2 separate regions of the Rattus norvegicus genome follow, and region 1 is linked to region 2. Evidence: chromatin contacts called from public Hi-C data. All regions are on one chromosome and are shown on one strand. The core of a region is the stretch at or near the end of the contact, and the rest is flanking DNA. Distances in the headings are between cores, read along the strand shown. Region 1 has its middle 20 kb from the start of Capn2. Region 2 has its middle 28 kb from the start of Srp9.

Region 1 (2,998 bases), core at 499-2,998, 360 kb before region 2:
AGTAACCTTACACCCTTGCTTCTGTTAGTGCCATTAACTACAGTGATTGCTTCCCCCCCCCCAAGAGAGGGAAAGTTGTGAGGGAAGGGGGGCCAACTATGAAGAGGGAGGTCTGCAGAGTGAGGGCAGACCAGAGAGGGCAGTCAGGGGTTCACACGATCAAAACACACCATATGCATGCGTGAACATGTAATAATAAAAGCATGTGCATGATTAACACGTGCAAACTGAAAGCTTTAAGAGAGAAATGATAAAATGTAGAGGGGTCCAGAGAGAATTGATGATCCCAGCCCTGCCAGACATCAGACACCGGACGGACTCATTCATCTTTAGCTATTTGTAACAGTGGGCCCCAAAGGTGAGTAAGTGTCACCCCAACCTCCCACAAAGGAATCTTCCTTCCACTCCCTTCTCTGGGAACTTGCCCCACAGCCATGTCCTGAGTGGTGTGCGTGAGAACCAGCCCTCAGAGCACAGGGGAAGTTACTGTTCCGCCTTCCAGGCTGTGTAGACTGTGGAGCTTCCCGCTGCATACATTCTTATGGTCGCTGTAAAAAATGGAGTGGCTCAGGAGCTGAAGGGTCTTACTCAATCTCACTGGATTAAACTTAGAGTTCCCGTGGCTCAGGAGCTGAAGGGTCTTAGTCAATCTCACTGGATTAAACTTAGAGTTCCCCCTGCGTGCGGGAGAAGTTCGTGTACTGGCCATCCTTGGTGTTTAGACCCTGACTGCATACCTTGGTTTATGGTCTGCCTCATAAATCATTTCCTGGTTTCTGCTATCATGACACCTCCCACTCAACTTCCTGCCTCCCTCATAAGGAATTGGTAGTGATGTTGGGTCCACCTGAAGAGTAAGGGAGTCTCACCATGTCTTAAGATCCTTGACATCACTTCTTCAAAGTCCCTTCTACCCTATAAAGTAACAGTGCAGGTTCGGAAGATTAGGGTGTGGTCATCTTCAGGAAGTTGTCACTCATCCTACCACAGTCACCAAGCCTCAGCCAGCGGGAACAAACGTAATACAAAGGGATTTTAGAGGCAGATTCTTTGTGTGGGTTTATAAAGCAGAGGTAAACAAAGAGATTATACATGGATGATAGAGAGTGAGAGATGACAGATAAATGATAGATAGTAGGGAGATTATGATGAATAGATAATAGATAGAGATAGGCAGATATAGGCTAGATAATGATAGATTATTAATAAGGATGATTGATGATAGATAGATAGATAGATAGATAGATAGATAGATAGATACTTGGATAATAGATTGTAGATTGTAGATGATAAAAATACATTATAGATAATAGGTAGATTATAGTTGCATATGTAGATACTAAATTGCTACATACATACATACATACATACATACATACATACATACATACATTTGCTATGACGGACGTATGGTAAGTACATGAATAGAGACAGATAGCACATACATATTGTGAAGGAGTTGGTATGAGACTCCAGAGGGCTTTGAAATCCAGACCTTGGTAAACACGCCAGTGTACTTTGCTAATTTTAATTGCTAGTGCTGGAACCGCTTTTTTAGGTAGAGATTTCTTTTTTGCCTTGTTGAATCAAATGGTTTTTTTGTTTTTGTTTTTGTTTTTCTTGAAATAACATTACTGTATTTTGCCACACGAGGGAGCCAATGAAACATCAAAGTGGCCTTCACAGCCGCCATTTTGCCCTCGCCTTCTGACTGGTTCTGACGTCATACACCACTGATTGGTCCCTGTGATCTGGGTATAAAGACGATTCCTATTTGTCCAGGAAATCTCAGGGAGCTTTACAGTTGTCTGTACTCAAAGGAACCCACCGAGCTCCACCCAAGAGTAAAGAGAGATTTTCTCTCCTGACAGCTGTCATCGTGAAGGAAGGGATGGGAGTGCTGGGTGCCATCGTGAGTGAGCAGAAGCCCGGGGAAGCTGCAGAACGTCATTATCATCAAGAACCCCAAGTCCTTCCCAGGTCTGCAGGAGAGGGGTTGAGCTGGGCTGGGGATGTAGGAAACTGCGCCTGACGGGAGCTGTGCTCCCAGGCGTGCACCTCCATTGCCCTTGGCATGCCGGTGACAGGATCTATTGTGACACCTCTCCTACACACTGTCACAGGTCACCACCCCTACTGCTTTTATTGACCGGACACCCTCAGGCCTCTGTGTACCTGCAAGGATCACCTCTGGCCTCCATCAGCGCCTACACAAAGATTCTTTGCCTGACTAAACTCTGATCAGGCTCCTGAACCTTCTGAGCACACCTCATAACCTCTACTTTTAACAAAGAGCCCTATAAAGTCGCCTTAATATGCCCATCCTCCAGCCAGCCGTACCCTAAAGGTGCTTACTTGCTGCTATGCCTGACAACCTCAGCTCCTTCCTGGGAACATCGGTTCTCACAATTAAAACAGTTAGCTCCTCTGGTTCCCGTGAACCCAACCATAAGATTATTGTCATTGCTCTTCATAACTCTAACTTTGCTACTGTTATGAATTGTACTGTAAATGATATTCAGGATATCAGGCGTGCGGCCCCTGTAAAAGGGATCGTGACCCACAGTTTGAGGACCAAGAACAGTTGCGTAGTCTTGGAACAAAACGGTAAAAGGGAATAGACTCCTTTAGATTGTCCTGTGACCTACACACACACACAGTCACATGTACATGCATGCATGTAGTATGTGCATGGTTTCCCCAAACACACACGCACTCACGCACGCACGCGCGCACAGACACACACACACACACACACTCACACACACGAATGTGTGAACAAATGAATGAATGAAAAATTAAAGAATCCCTCCCCACCACATTGTTTGGCATTAATGGTAAGTTTTGACCATCAACTTGATTGAGTTAGGAAAGATGTCAGGCAGCAATGAGGTATATCTTTGGGTGTGTCTCACAAGAGTGCCTCTAGAGTGCTTTAAATGAGGGAGCACCTACGCTACTGTAGGTGACATTACCTAGTAAGCTAGAGCTTAGGACA
Region 2 (3,113 bases), core at 197-2,696:
GCTCACTCTTCTCTGCCTGCTTGCACTTAACTTCCCAGCACATCTGTTGGAACCTACCTCTTCAGGATTCCAGCTTCTACAGAAGACCAGCTGAAACACCCAGCCTTGTGTGATCTGAGCAACTTCTAGACTTTTTGACTTCCCATTCACAGCTGCCCATTGTTGGGTTAGTTGGACGGCAGAGTGTAAGTCCTTATAATAAATTCACTTAATAGAGACATTCCTCAAGTTCTATGACTCTTCAGAACACTAATACTCTCGTCATGTCTTTGTCTACATTTGTTTATATATATTTTGACGTGCCAACCATGAAGTAGGCACAGCTTCCTGCTGTGTGCTCTGGTGAAGCCACCACACAAAGGCCTGTTCTTCCGAGACTCACTTAGGGACACTGGCAATTTGGGGGTGCCCTGCTATCTACTACTGCCTTTAATTCCCATGTTTTCCCTGGGAAGTAAGTGCTTTTATTCCCATCTTACAGATGGGTAAACAGAGGCCCCATAAATATGTAACTGAGCCAGACTTCAAATCCGTGCTGACCTCCTCCAGAATTCTGGCCATGAACAAGTATTCCATGCTGGTGACTTAATCTTGGAACCTCAGGGAAGGTTATTATTATATCTAACGCCTAAGACCTACTCCCATATCTGATTGATTTGGTTGCTTAGAGACATCCTATGTAATTGATGGGTCCAGGGGCCACTGTATTTGCTTAATCATATTTAAGCCTCAAGCAATGGAGTCATTTTTCTCTCCATAATTAAAGTCAGGGAAACTAAGGCGCAGAGAGATGGGCTAGCCTGCTCAAAGTCACACAGTTAGTCTACAGTGGAACTAGTCTGTGTGTTCCTACCTCTGCAGCTTCTTCACAGAGCTGTTTGCACTTCCAGAGAAAGGAAGCCTCGATAGAGCTAACAGCATACAGTACCCGTTGTCCCAGCCACCTCAGAATACTTCCAAGGAGTATGCATGCATGAGGGGAGCCAGGTGGCAGATGGCCCTGGCAATGCCAGAATACAGGACAGGTCAGCTGAATGAGGGTGTGACAACCATCAGTCACAGAGACACTGCGGTCCCCTGCAGAGACACTTTCCCTAGCACCACAGCTGTGGCCTTCCCTGTCTCCAGATGAGCCCTGCCAGCTGTGTCTAACCCAGGAACTGCCACCAGGCAGTGACTTGAGCCCCTGTGAAGCAGGGACCCAGACCTTGTCCCCAGAGGGAGTTATGTGACTTGAGGCCCAGGCCTGACCTAAGAATGCTGAAGAGATGATGAGACCAGCCCATCAGATGACAAGCCGAGGGTAGAGACGGTCTCAGGAGGACCCTCTGCCAAACGGTCAGCTGGACGGTAGCCAGGGGGGTGAAGTGAGGCCTGACACTCACAGGAGTCTCGGGGACTCTGACTCCACACGCTCTGTCTGGATATGTGGCTTCTCAGCCGTCCTCCAAAAATAACCGCACCAGGATGACCTCAGACTCGTCCTGTGGGTACGCAGCAGGGGATCGGATATGAACCAAGAGCCTTTGTCTTGCTGCCAGCTGGCCCCCACAGCAGGAAAGAGACACTGCCTTCTCCATGCTGCTCAGTGCTCAGGGATCCCACAAGTGAAACACCAGGCCCCCTTCCTAGGCAAACCCAGCATGGGGCTGACTCTTGCCTCTGGATGGGATGGTGAGAAGTTCCTCATTCCTTGAGAACAGACTATGGAGACAGGCAAGATGAGGTGCTTGCCCAGAATACCACGGCATGCCAGGAACCCACCTGGTCTGTTGTTGTCCCTGCCCCTCTGGGACTACTTTACAACTTTCTGATCTAGGCCATCAGTAGCACCTGACCTTCATTAGAAGTAAATATGCAAACGGGGTGTGATGGTAAACCCCTTTGATCCCAGCACTCGAGGCAGGGGAATCTTTGTGAGTGTGAGGCCAGCCTGGTCTACAGATGGAGTTCCAGGACTCCCTGGCCTGTCACACAGAGAAACCTTGCTCAGGTCTCCCCCTGGGTGGGCTGTGGGCTCTGTCTAACTTGGGGGCGTGTACAGCCCATTCCTGTAGGACATCCTGACCGAACACACATACACACACACACACACACACACACACACACACACACACACACACACATACATATATATATGCACACACATACACAGGCACACATACAGGCTCACACACACACACACACACATACACACAGGCCTATATACACACACAGGCACACACACACATGCACACATACAGACTCACATACACACACACAGGCCTACATATACACACACACACACACATGCACACATATAGACTCACACATACACACACACACAGGCACACATACAGACTCACATACACACACACACACACACACACACACAGGCACATTCATGCATATTCACACACATTCAGAGAGGGAGGGAGAGAATTTAGTGAAAAATTACCAGACAGTCATCTAACTTGGTTGCCTCTCAGTAAGTTCACAAGCCCAAGAGGGAGCACAAGGTCCTTGGAAGTCAGTAGGGATTTGCTTCTAAAGCCCAGGAAGTGTCCCCTTCCATACAATTCTACCATAACCGACTTGGAATGGAACTTCACTTCAACATAAGCCAGCCTCACCACTCATGGCTCTTGCACTGTTCTAAAGCCCGCAGTCCCAGGGCAAACCAGCAGGAGCTCTCAGCAGGACCAAGCCTGGCTTCGTAGGTGTCCATGACAGCAGAGTACTATGCTGCTGGAGGCAGTGACAGCTCCTAGCCTGGCTTGGCATCTTGTGCTGCCATGTGTCACCCTTTCCGACGCATTCCACAGGACAACCCCTTCTCTAGTCAGACGCCCCTGAGCCTTCCCCAGGCAGTGCAGGGCAGCAGTACATTATCTGCAAGCCATCAATTTGATTTTGTCCCCGTAGACCCGAAACAAGAAAGTGGGTTTAGCCACAGCCTCCCACCCTAAGTTCAAATGCGAACCCTCAGAGGACAGTCACTGAGAGCCTAGTTCTCAGTCATAAAAAGGTCCACCCAGGAGATCAGAATTTGTATTCAACTTGAAAACGAGGTGTTTTCTCACATCTCTCCTCTGAAGCCTGAGCGGGCCTTTCTGGAAACAGAAGGACCAGAT

Evidence for each region. A called contact is a pair of places that touch in the nucleus more often than the background predicts.
Region 1: a contact with region 2 is called in a Hi-C map of Schwann cells, with 5 times the contacts expected there. The contact joins two enhancer-like sites. A contact is called at or near these places in 3 of 12 Hi-C or Micro-C datasets (Schwann cells, mammary epithelial cells and psoas muscle).

What each region holds. Positions count from the first base shown.
Region 1 is chr13:96,751,396-96,754,393 of GRCr8, reverse strand. No RefSeq gene overlaps it. Among named protein-coding and RNA genes, the nearest start is that of Capn2, 20 kb to the right of the region's middle. Within about 2 kb of position 1,748, at least 83 of the 93 cell types and tissues checked have an H3K27ac peak or open chromatin away from gene starts, as enhancers often do.
Region 2 is chr13:96,390,239-96,393,351 of GRCr8, reverse strand. No RefSeq gene overlaps it. Among named protein-coding and RNA genes, the nearest start is that of Srp9, 28 kb to the right of the region's middle. Within about 2 kb of position 1,446, at least 12 of the 93 cell types and tissues checked have an H3K27ac peak or open chromatin away from gene starts, as enhancers often do.